Regions from separate parts of the Zea mays genome. Here region 1 is linked to region 2. The links are chromatin contacts, called in public Hi-C maps. All regions are on one chromosome and are shown on one strand. The core of a region is the stretch at or near the end of the contact, and the rest is flanking DNA. Distances in the headings are between cores, read along the strand shown.

Region 1 (6,783 bases), core at 999-3,498, 470 kb after region 2:
GATGTTTTCATATCAAGCAAGTCATTGGTCTTGAGTGAGAGGGGTCACACACATAGCCTAAAAATATGACATGTTGTGTGGTATCTTTTCATTTTTGTTTTAGATAGCAATCATGCACAAGGCTTCTCAAATTTTGGCATCCACAATGTCATGGGTATCACCCAACTCTATGGTCCCCATTTCCGTTTCAGCAAGCGCCTGCGTCATACACTAGACAATTCAAATCCTGCCATCCACACTAACACGAGATTTTTTCGAGTGTTGCGTCTAGATTTTCTTATCAGTGTGCAAGCACATAGTAATGGCCATATAACAAGGCGTGTTTGATACGCTTCCCTACGGTTATACAGCTCGATGGCATGTGTTATGTCACTGTAGACGCTCTTTAGATAGACTAGAAAGATGTTGGAGAAGGCCTTTAGCTACATTTTATCCTTTAGCCAGATATATTTATTCAGAACTTCAAAAAAAATATTATTTTCTTAGGTCATTCTATACTTGTCGTTCTCAGCTAAATTGTATCTCACTTATTGCTATAATGAAGAGAGGAAATGAAGAGACTAGAACTATTGTTGGGGGCCTTCGCCTTCCGAAGGTCCTCAAAGACATGATTTGACAATATTTTCCAAGTAAAATATGTGAACAGGTATCTTCGGAATCAGGTTACGGGTATACAAGTGTCTGGTCAAGACGAAGCTTGAGCGGGACGGAAGGCGATCATGACGAAGGATAAGATGATCACGAAGCTATGTGCAGAAAAGCTTCGGTATGACGGCAGAAAAGAGGAACCGACTTAAAGATGAAAAGTCAAATTAGACCTCGAAGAATTATTATAGAGTTATTGATAAATGTAAAGGGCATTAATGTAATTCTACACGGGCTGCGTCTCGCGCCTATAAATAGATGGCATTCGCTTTTTGCATCACGCTTGTACCTTTACTTTTCATCAATCTGAAGGTACATTTATAATTTGTTATTATAAATTTGATAATAAAAATAAGTTGATGATAATATCTGTATTATTATTCATATTTCATATATGTTTTCTTCTTCATCATCTATCGAACTTACGAAGGTCTTTTCCTTCGTGACCTTCGTCCGGAATTCATTATATCCGAAGGGACGTAATGTCTTTAAGGACGAAGGACTTTTACATTTAACAGTTTTTATGTTGCCTTGTTCTTAACTCTTAGCATTTTAGAGCAAGTCTCCAACAACTATATTAACTCCTCTTTTATAAGGATTCTCGAATCATGGGCGGATTTAGGGGTGTTTGTCGGGGTCAGCCGAGCCCCGATAAAAATTATAAATCCTTTAGAAAAACATTGTTAAAGTTTAAGAAAATTTGTATCATATAGCAAACCTGATCTTGCTGATCCTGACAATATTTTTGGCTAGATTCGCCAGTGACTTGAATCCTTCTCTTTATAGCTAGAAAAAGGAGAATTCCTACCTAAAACTAGTCTAGAGAGAACAAGGAAACCCTTGCCAAACTGTTCATGGATTTATAGTTGGAACAATAACATTTCTCAAGTTCTTATAGATTATATGGAAATCAAATAAATTTGTTTCTTGAGAGAAACTGGACCAGCCCGTTACATATGTTAGATAAGTTTGTTTAAGAAACCAAATCCCAAAGAGGTGAAGCAAGGGCAACCGTGCTCTAAACCTCTAACCACGCTAAACAACCAATTACAATCTTTACCAAAGCGGCGAAGGCAAACGATTTCTTGCTTATCTAAGGCTTTGTTTGTTTCCTTTTAAAATTATATAATCCAACTTATGGATTATATAAGCACTTAAGCCATGTTCGTTTCCCTCCTAGATTATATAAGTTAGATTATGTTGATAGGGTAAGAGAGTAAAATATTATTTTAGATTATAAATAAGCTAAAATAAGCTATTAAATGTTGGCTTATTCTAGCTTAATATGTAATGTCAAGTGATATTTTATCCTTCTAACATAATTTAACCTATATAATCTAAAAGGGAAACAAATACATTTTTATTAACTTGTTTATGGATTATTATAATCTATATATCTAGATTACATAATTCATCTAATAATTTATATTGTTTGTTTACCTCTTAAATTATTTAAGTTAGATTATATAATCTATAGGATAAATAAACTAGGCCTAACAAACCAAACACACCTAGGTTTGCCTGGTGTTGTGACCCTCGTTTCCGTTACAATCCAGGCGGCCCAAACCCGGTCCGGGCTATTTTCCGCCGGTCTACCGCGACACCACCACACACACACCACGGCACCACCAATTTCCGTCTCTCCCCGTCACCGTCCTCTCTTCTCTTCCTTCCTTCTCTTTGCCTTTAAAGCCCGAGCACCCCCTCTCCAGCCCCGTCCCCGCCTCCTCTCTCCCTCTCTACACTCCAACGGTCCAACCCACCACCGTCCTCGGCCGGTCCTCGGCCTCGCCGTACTCTCCACTCTCCATACCCTGCGGCGCGCTGCTCGTACTCTTCCCTGCCGCAAACCATCAGTCAATCTCGCCGCTCCTAGCGTCCGGTTCAGAGATTCTCTCTCGCTACCGGCCGGGGCCGTCTGTTTCTCGTCCGAGAGGTCGGAGGGCTCCTCGTGGCCGGAGCCTGGGGCAGGACCTGCCAGAGCGGCGTGCATGAAGACTAAGGTTTGCCCGTCTGTCCTGTTCCCTCTAATCTCGCATTCGTTCATGCTCCCGCTCCGCTCGAGAGGCTGTGCTGCTCTCGCTTGGTAGCGCGTCGCACGGTCCCTCGTTTTGCGATGGGTTCGTTGCCTTGGGGCGCGCTCCTGTGCTCCGCCATGGGGATTTCGTCCGTGATCACGCGCTCCCGGCGTGTTTCTCTACGCTCGTATCCGTGCTTCGTGCCACGTGGCCGCGCGTTCTTGGGTGCTGGTCCGGGCGTCGGTTTGGTCGGCCGTGTTTCTTGGCCGCGAGCCTGTGCTCGATTTCTCCTTTCGTTTGCTGGTGGTCGGTTCAGTTGCTTGGTTTCCACGGTGTCTGCAGGATTTGCAGTCGTGGGCCGTAGGATTGTGGTGGTGCCTGGCCTGAGATAGATTCGCAGGATGCGGTTTGTTGTTTGATCGGTGCCTGTAGAATTTACTTGGTTTGCTTGATCTCGTGGCTCTGGTTGTTGTCGTGTAGGCTTACGGTGACGGTGAGGAGCTGGACAAAGTGTTGGCCAATAGGTTCTGTTCATGATGGTGCAGTGCTTCTGTGCTTGATGGCTTGGTGCTGTTAAATAATTTTGCATTGATTGTGGTCCGTGCAGTGATTGAATCCTCCAATTCGTTTTTCTGTTTCTTTTGTGACACACATTACACTTGAGGCCTATGTTTATCGATGGCCCCTCGTTGATGAATCTTATACATAGTAGGCACTGACTTCATTTGCTGCCTGCAAGAGCTAGCGTGCCTGTGTTTCCATGTTATGCAAATTTTCTGTTGGAACCGATAGTACATCATTTTGATGACCCTGGAGTTGCTGTAGTATTGTTTCCTCTACTACAATTTCTTGCATGGCAGGAAACCTTATTGCATTCTGCTGTTTATTCCACAGTAAGATTGCAACTAATAGACAGGAAAGTCAACTCCTTTCCTGAAAACATTTCCACCCTTAATCTTACGTTCGAGATATTATGCTAGGTTTTAATTATTACAGATACAGCTAATCATATCAACATCTATATATGTACTTCATATGCTCACTTTTACTGCAAGGGTAGTAAATTACCACTGTTGGTTTCCTTCTTGTTGCAGATAATTTATTCAAATGCATACTAACTCACAAGAATTCTTAAAAAATAAAAGGAAGAAATTTTGCACATGCATGCTCCTAGTTTACATAACAAACTTCATTATTTGTAATGATGATGCATATGTTCTTGTATTGCGTACTATTGCAATGGCTCTTTACAACTGCACCTTTTTTGTTCTAATTGTGATAGATGGAGCCAGAATCACTCGATTTTGAAGACAATGGTGAACACCAATCTTCATCAGAAGCTTCTCTTGCTTCAGATGTGATATATGGTGACTCGCCTGTATGTCCACGCATCGGAAGTGAGCACCAGGCAGAAATCCCCAATCTGGCTACAGAAGATGAACGTCGTGAGCTCATGGCTAGTTCACATAATGATTCCATATTGCATGGGTATGGTTATCCTGTTGTGGTTGGGTTAACTTTACCAATTATATGGGCATCACCAAGAGAAGCCAGTAAGACAGAACAGGTATTACAAATGCAAAATTATTCAGAATCTGGAACAAAAGGCAGCACTGGAGATGTGCAAAGTCAGGTGACCTCAACTTGTGCAACCAGCAATGACACTGGCAGATGTGATCCGACATTCCAGGATCTACATGCAGTAGTTCCTGTAGTTCAAATTAAATCTGACATTAATCAAGCATATAATGAAAAAATGGCCCCTTGCCCCTCTCAAGAAGGCCAGAATGTCACCAATAATTCAATAATGCAGCAGAGAGAAACCAAACAATTAAATCCGCTGCCTTATTCACCCATTGCTCTTTGGAGTGATCTTGAGGCAGAGATCTTTCTCCTTGGGCTCTACATTTTCGGCAAGAATCTCAACCTGCTGAGCAGGTTTTTGGGTACAAAGACTGTTGGTGATGTGCTTGCATACTACTATGGGAAGTTCTATAGAAGAGATGCGTACAAAAGATGGTCTGACTGTAGAAAGGCGAAAACTAGGAAATGCATTCTTGGGGAACGCATTTTTCAAGGATGGCGACAGCAAGAGCTAATATCACGTCTGAAATCTAAAATCCCTAAAGAAGCTCATGATTCGTTGATTGAGGTATGTAGTATGTTGCATTGGCACTGGTAGAAAAAAAATGATTCTTTTGCCATTTCATTGTTGTTCACTGATTAATTTGACTTGGTTGAATATGAAATTATTCTCATGACATTTCAAATTTATTTGCTTTGTAGTTTCTCGTTACATATGTCATCCTAAATTCCTATTGTTCTATAAAGCAAACACATATTTCTTATAGTAACTTTTTACATTTGATTTGCACCATTTATATTTCTTCAATTTCCAGTCACTTGTTTTAGGGGGTTTGAATGCACTAGAGGTAATAGCTAGTAGCTAAAATTAGTTGAGACATCCAAACACCCTAGCTAATAGTTCAGCTATTAGCTATTTTTGGTTAATTAGTTAATATTTAGGTAACTATTTGTTAGCTAGCTAATTCTACTATTTTTAGCCAACTAACTATTAGTTCTAGTGCATTCAAACACTCTCTTAGCTTGTCCTTGCCTGGTGTGGTGAGGCGAGCAGAGCTGATAATCCGAACAAACCCTTAGTCCCATAGAGCTATCAGCATATGAAGGGTTATCCAAGCATATTGATTGGTCTGGTCCTCAATGGCAAAGTTTTTTTTCTCTCAAATACACCAATAACAAACTTTAATGTCTTCAGATCTTTAATATACTTTCGAGGACTTCTGTGTTTATGATTATAAACATCAGGCTGGAAAGATGAAGCTTTTGTAGGCATGTATTTGGCCATTGTAATTCTGTGTTTTGATATCATTTTTGTGAAGAAGTGTTCATTGCTTGCCATTTCTTGAACTGTTGTATGCATGATAACTGTACAACGGAGTTGTGACTATCCAAGCATAATTAATGTGTCTAGTTTAGTTGCACAAAAGAATCACTAACTTGCACACATCAGGCATTGTCAACATTATTGAAGGATGCTGATATTTTTTTTATGCACTCCCTGATTCCCATATGATTTGCTTTGCTTTCACATATTGCAGGTTTTCAAATCTTTCAGTGATAGCCAAACATCTTTGAAGGAATTTGTCTTCAGTCTGAAATCCACTGTTGGAGCAGAAACTTTTGTGGAGGCGGTTGGGGTTGGTAAAGGGAAGCACGATTTGACTGGATTCATTATGGACCAATCTAAACCCAATCAAGCTCTCTCTGTTCACAGTGACTTGCCTACAGGCAAAGACTATTCTTCACTTGCTTCAGAAGATATAATCAAGTTCTTAAATGGTGATTTCAGAAGAAGTAAGACTAGATCAAATTATATTTTCTGGGAAGCTGTATGGCCCCGTTTGCTTGCAAATGGTTGGCACTCAGAGCAGCCAAAGGATGTTAGCACAACTAAGAATTGCCTTGTATTTCTTGTGCCGGGTATAAAGAAGTTCTCGAGATGTAAACTCACTAAAGGTACTCATTATTTTGATTCTGTCAGTGATGTCCTCAAAAGAGTGGCAGCGGATCCTGTTCTTCTTGAGTTGGAGATTGATGTGATAAACAATGGTTTAACTGCTGAGGAAAATGGCAGTATCACAGATGTGAAACTGAACCAGTATAGTCCATTAGATGGATATCAGGAGCTTCCTAAGTTCACAATAATTGATACTAGCTTAGTCGAGGGGGAAGTGCCATTCAATGTCAGGGAACTGAGGAACTTACCTGCAGATTCAAATATTAGTTTTCTCCTTTCACAACATCCATCTAATATGGTGAGTTACAGCTCCTCTGAAGAGGAAGGTGCCAATGATAGATTATCAGATGAGCAGGAAGACTATGGACGAGTTAAAGCTGTTGTCGATGAAATTGAAATGGTTTCAGCTGCTTCACTACAAAACATGGTGACTGCTAATGGCAATGATGACAAACTAGATTTGACAGGCATCAAAACAAAACCTGAAAAGCGCAAATATTTGTCCCCAGTGTCAAAAGGCAGAATGCTAAATAGCTGTAGTAATGAACAGGCCAGCCGGCGCAGTTTTTCTTTCTCAAA
Region 2 (6,429 bases), core at 3,075-5,574:
CATGCCTGCAGCTCTATTGATACTCAACTCTAGAAAATCTATAGAAGTTTTAAGCTAGAGCTATGTCAATCATGGCCTTTGTACACCCCTCTTACATCTTATAAGGCTATGTTTTGATTATATGATAGATTATTATAATCAAAATCTTTTATTATTGTAATCTCATAATTCAAGTGAGAATTGGTTTCAGCGGATTATAGATGCTGAATGTTCAACTTGCCCTCCAGTTAATTGTCCAACTTGCCAAACTAAAAAAAAGATATAGATTTCTGGCTTTAACCAACCATAGTCTTGAGACTCAAATGCTCTAATAATTATTCCATAGTCATATTTATAATAATCCTCTATATATTCTAGATCATAATAATCTAGTTATTATTTGTCCTTCTAATCAATTACCTGAACTAGCCTAATTTATTCCTTGATAAAATTTTCTTTTCTTTTTGTTTCTCCACATATACATTCTCAAAATAAAAATTTGTAGAGTGACATGAAACAACATAACTTATGTTAAAAATACACTTATTAGTGGATGTACTAAACTATAAAATTAGTAATGAAAAATCCATAATGTACTTTTAAAACATAATATATGATGTTCATTATCATCCTAGAAAATTTTAACTTAAAGTTCAAGTGCTACTAATAGTGGTGTTACTATCGTTGCTATCTTGCTACTTTGTACAGAAGCAGAGGTCACACACGTTAGACTACAACGCCAATTGACGGCCTCCTGCACCGTTGCACAGAGCTGGTCTCACCCTCGTCGTTGTTGCTCCTCGTAGTCGCAGGCTCGCAGCTCCCAGGTAATTCACTATTCACTAATTCATATTGTTTCATACTTATACATATTCTTTATTTATTTAGCGTCTTAGATATTTAGTTGTAAACTTTCAGTTTCAGTGAAAAATTACTCGTTTTTCTGATTAGGTCTTAGATGTTACCGAAGAAGTATCTTGTCACGAGAAACAATGGATGTGATGGAGTTTTATTCTTCATTAAAGTAATCATATTAGCTCCAAAAGTACAAATGCATTGTTATTTTGGTTGAATTTATTCCTCGATAATTATCAGACATGTTAAATTAGATATATCAATGTTTTTGTTTTGCAAGTAAAACTAACGTATATTATATAGTTATCATAAAAGATTTATATATCCATCAGGATGAGTTCGCCTGTTGGTGTCCTCAAAATCATAGGACCAGGACTGAGTTCAACCTGTACAAACATAGATAAAAATGATATATATTTTTTAAGTGATAGATTTGATCAAGTGAAATAATTGAGGAATAGGACAAAGTTAGTTTATATGGTGATTTGCATACATGCCTCATTTGGGAGGAGTGTTTTCGACCACGATCCTGCTAATGCATCATGTGTCGTATACAATGTCCATAATTGACACAAAAGTGCCAAAAAAATTAAAATCACTGAGGGCCTTCACATTTTTTTTCATGTCATGTGTCCATATCAAAATTTGTGTAACCAACTCAGCACAAGGTTTTATAGAAATAAACCTTTAGCGCGTGGCACAAGCCCACATGAGATGATGGTATTATATATGTTTGTATAAAACACCCATAAGCACAGAGCCACCGCTGCAAATGATTTGCACCGCCTCGCAAGGCACCCATTCATCCAGCGAGACAAAGCTATCTTACATGAAAAAGCAGAATGGCAGAACGCACCTCGTGCAATATTATACTATCCAAAAGGTGGCCATTTGCACAGGGATCCCAGGCCGGCCCACAAAGGCTTAATTAAAATTAGTATTAGGAGGTAGTAGTACACAGGCAGAGAGATCTTTGATCAAACACACACACAGGCAGCGATCTGATTGCATAGCATGGGGATCAATGTGCAGGATTTAACCATAGAGACATGTGCATCATAGGTTCATCACTTCAATCCTATCAGGTGTGCCGCCAATCTGTAGGACACGAGATCGCAGTCTTAATTACTCCCTCCGTTTCTTTTTATTTGTCGCTGGATAGTGCAATTTTACACTATCCAGCGACAAATAAAAAGAAACGGAGGGAGTATGAGGAAAACAACAGCAAATGTTGTTATTGTCTAATTAAGCCCATGTTCCCAGTTTTACTGTTCTATGCCACACGCTTTTTGTAATTAACATGTCTAACTTTGTAAAGTTTTTTCAAGCAACAATTGTTCAAATCATACATACAGTTTGTACATAAATATATCTTTTTTTTGAAAACTTAGTGCAGGAGCTCTGCTATTTCATTTAAGAAGAGAAGGGAAACAAGAGTCTTAAAAAGTTGCTATTACATATAACGAAAAACACTCAAACACAATCCAAAAAAGAGAAGACATTACACTACACATGGATGCCCAACTGCAGCTCGTCTCAACGCTATTTCTTGTTTGGCCAGATGAAAGACCACTTGTGTCGATGCTTGCTTGCCCTAAAAAATATGCCGATTCCGCTCGTTCCAAATATTCCAGGTGAAGTACATAAGCAAACCCGAAACAGTGAGTTGATCTTCTTTCGATTTGTTTTGGAGCACAGCAACCCACCACGAATCGAAGCTCTGAATATCTGAGCTGGGCGGCATGATCAGATTATTGGTCCATGACCTGACTAACTCCCACACTTCCAAAGCAATGGGCACTTGAGGCAAAGGTGAATCGCAGTCTCCGGCTCTTGATCGCAAAGGATATCTGTACAACTAGATTCGCGTCCCAAACATATTTAGATACAAACTGGTTTTGTAGCAGATTGTGATGATATAGCATCGTGAGAATAACTGACAGTCAAAATACGCCCGTAAAAGACTTCTCCAAACGATTGTCTTTACAAGTAACTAACTAAAGGTGATGGTATGCAAAGACTTGTAAACCAGCACATGGATATGGGTTAGGTGCCGGATCGACCGTGTAGGCTACTTAATTAATAACCTTTCAATTATCTTGCCAACGACTGATATGGGTTAGTCACTTCAATTCTACATTAGTGACTGTAGCCAAATACGTACTTGTAGGCTACTTAATTAATAACCTTTCAATTATCTTGCCAACGACTGAAACCAGCCCTGCAGTGTCATGCTGGTCCCCTGCAAATGTTACAATGGGATCGACCGTGTTTAGAGATGGCCAAACGGGCCACCTGGCTCGGCACGGGTCCGGTGAAGCCCGGTCCGTTTTGGGTTGGGTCTGACCCGTCAAACACGTTAGAAAACCGGACCGGGCCATCTAAGCCTGCGGGCTTGTTTCCCTGTCCGAGCCCGCTCACAGCGGGCCTAAACGACCCGGTAAGCACGGAAAAAGCGGACCAAAAAAGTGGGCTAAACGGACCGGTAAGCACGGTTTAGTGCAAAAAACGGGTTTGACGGGTTTAGAGGTAAACGGGTCGTGCCGGGCTAGCCCACCGTGCATAATTTCTTGTCCAGGCCCGGCCCGCTTATTCGTGCCGGCCCGGACCCGTATAAAAGCGGGTCAGACCGGGCCAAAAAAAGTGCTTCGGGCTAGAGGCTTTCGTGCTACGTGCTTTCTGTACATCTATAACCGTGTTAGGATGTGTTGTGATAAAGTTGAAACCGAACGGGTGGGGGTGTGATGCTGAGCTCATAGAGGATCTTGAGTTGTGAGGCCTCAAACCCATGTTTACTGAACTAAGGACGGTGCCAGAATAGTTCTACTATAAAAGGAACCGAGCTAGTATAAAGTGAGATGACTCATGCATATTTAGAACTTGTTCGGTTGCGTGTAGATCAAAGAATTATCCTCTTTAATCCCTTTAATCTAGATGCAACCGAACAAGATGAGAGGTATGCATGTTTCCTGTCTCATCCCAAACACATTGGGTTGAATCCTGAATGAACCGCATGATTGCAGCTCTCCCGGCAGCTCGCCGCAGCATCATCAGGAAAGCGGCCGTTAGGAGAAACGCAGACGCCTACGCTACGACGAGCATGATTCACATGATCACACCTTAACTTCTCAAGGGCAAAAGGCCTATATGAGCATGATGCTCCCTGTCCCCCTTTTCTATACATTTCCTTATAGCTCATGGCTTTGCAGTCCGCGCCGCCATCATCAGACCTCCGTTCCATCTGTGACTGTGATCCATGGCCGTGGCTAGGCTAGCCGTAGCATTTTTGCCAGCGAGAGCCTTTTGAATTGAGCTATAGCTGCGGCCCATGGGCGTGGGCATCAGATTTGGGACTGGCTTTCTGCACGCACTCCCACACCACACACACACCGGCCACTGTCTAAAAGGCACTAGTGCTACAAATAAGCTGCACTGTCCTCTGCCCTGACGCCCACGTAAACATATTTGGCGTGCATCCCTTCGCAGTGTTTGCTTGCTGTGCTGACTTCATTGGAGAGAGAGACAGTGAAGAGTAGAGGAGAGAGAGAGAGAGAGAGAGAGAGAGAGAGAGAGAGAGAGAGAGAGAGAGAGAGAGAGAAAATGGGCGTGGCGACGGTGACAGAGCTGAAGCAGAGCATCTCCGGGAAGAGGACATTCCGGCCGAGCCTCATCAGCCGCCACGCCAATGAGTGGTAACTCACTCGCGTTCCTGCTTCGTTCCTCGGATCCTGTGCTCCTCTCCTGAACTCGACTCTGCGTTCTGCCAGGCCTCCGACCGACGTCTCCAGCGACCTCACCGTCGAGGTCGGCACCTCCAGCTTCGCACTCCACAAGGTGAGAGCTGAGAGCTCCTTGCCCTTCCACAAGAAAACGAAAAAAAAAAAGAAAGAAGATTAAAACGATGTGCTAACGCCGGCGGCATAGCTGTTCGCGCAGTTCCCGCTGGTCTCCCGGAGCGGCAAGATCCGGCGCCTCGTCGCGGAGGCCAAGGACGCCAAGCTGGCGCGGCTCAGCCTGCACGGCACCCCGGGGGGCGCGCCGGCGTTCGAGCTCGCCGCCAAGTTCTGCTACGGCGTCCACGTGGACGTCACGGTCGCCAACGTCGCCATGCTGCGCTGCGCCGCGCACTACCTGCAGATCACCGACGACTTCTCCGACAAGAGCCTGGAGCTCCGCGCCGAGGCCTTCCTCCGCGACGCGGTGCTCCCCAGCATCGCCAGCTCCGTCGCCGTGCTCCGCAGCTGCGAGGCGCTGCTCCCGGCCGCCGAGGACGTCGGCCTCGTGCCCCGCCTCATCGCCGCCGTCGCCACCAACGTGTGCAAGGAGCAGCTCACCTCGGGGCTGTCCAAGCTGGACCAGTGCGCGCAGCTCAAGCCCGCGGCGGCGTTCGCCGACCTCGACCCGCCGGCCGACTGGTGGGGCAAGTCCGTGGCCGCGCTCGGCCTCGACTTCTTCCAGCGGCTGCTCTCCGCGGTCAAGGCCAAGGGGCTCAAGCAGGAGACGGTCACCAGGATCCTCATCAACTACGCGCAGAACGCGCTGCACGGGCTCATGGCCAGGGACGTGCACAGATGCGGCGGCGCGGACGCCGACGCCGTCAAGAAGCAGCGCGCCGTCGTGGAGGCCATCGTGGGCCTTCTCCCGGCGCAGTCCAGGAAGAGCCCCGTGCCCATGGCCTTCCTCTCGGGGCTCCTCAAGACGTCGATGGCGGTGTCCGCGTCCAGCATCTGCAGGGCCGACCTGGAGAAGCGGATCGGCATGCAGATGGACCAGGCCATCCTGGAGGACATCCTCATCGCCGCGGGCGCCGCCGTGGGCGCGCCGGCCGGTCAGCAGCACGCGCTGTACGACACGGACGTGGTGGCGCGCATCTTCTCGGTGTTCCTCAACCTCGACGACGACCATAACGAGGAGGACGACGGGTTCGACTACGACAGCCCGCGCTCGCCGAAGCAGAGCCTCCTGGTGAAGGCCGCCAAGCTGCTGGACAGCTACCTCGCGGAGGTGGCGCTCGACTCTAACATCCTCCCGTCCAAGTTCATCTCCCTCGCCGAGCTGCTCCCGGACCACGCTCGCGTCGTCACCGATGGCCTCTACCGCGCCGTCGACATCTTCCTCAAGGTCAAGACACGCGACATCTACCGCACCGCACCAATTCAGCCTGTTCTAATTTGCTTGGCTAGCCAGAACCAAAAGCCACCTAGCTTAACGTGCTTGCCGATCGATCTGTATATCTGTCTGCGTGCATGCAGGTGCACCCCAACATCAAGGAGGCGGAGCGGTACCGGCTGTGCAAGGCGATCGACTGCCAGCGGCTGACGCCGGACGCGTGCAGCCACGCGGCGCAGAACGAGCGGCTCCCGGTGCAGATGGCGGTGCAGGTGCTCTACTTCGAGCAGCTGCGGCTGCGGAGCGCGATCCAGGCCGGGGGTGGCAGCAGCATGGGCGGGCACGACGGGGCGGTCTTCTTCGGGTGCGCCGCGGCCGCCGCGTCGGTGCAGGGCAGCGTGAACATGCGCTCCGGCAGCGGCGTGGGCAGCGGCGCCATGTCGCCGCGGGACAACTACGCGTCGGTGCGGCGGGAGAACCGGGAGC

Evidence for each region. Hi-C and Micro-C count contacts between places; a contact is called where the count stands out from the background.
Region 1: a Hi-C map of ear shows a contact between it and region 2, with 4 times the contacts expected there. The contact joins the promoter of LOC100381518 here to the promoter of LOC103639140 in region 2. A contact is called at or near these places in 5 of 25 Hi-C or Micro-C datasets (ear, leaf, tassel and 1 more).

Annotation. Positions count from the first base shown.
Region 1 is chr9:135,787,733-135,794,515 of Zm-B73-REFERENCE-NAM-5.0, forward strand. LOC100381518 reads left to right here and starts at 2,249. Exons shown (of 3, transcript XM_008660544.2): 1 at 2,249-2,648; 2 at 3,946-4,815; 3 at 5,786-6,783. The coding sequence starts at 2,637.
Region 2 is chr9:135,315,070-135,321,498 of Zm-B73-REFERENCE-NAM-5.0, forward strand. LOC103639140 (putative phototropic-responsive NPH3 family protein) reads left to right here and starts at 4,325. Exons shown (of 4, transcript NM_001323421.1): 1 at 4,325-4,526; 2 at 4,602-4,668; 3 at 4,771-5,955; 4 at 6,087-6,429. The coding sequence starts at 4,435.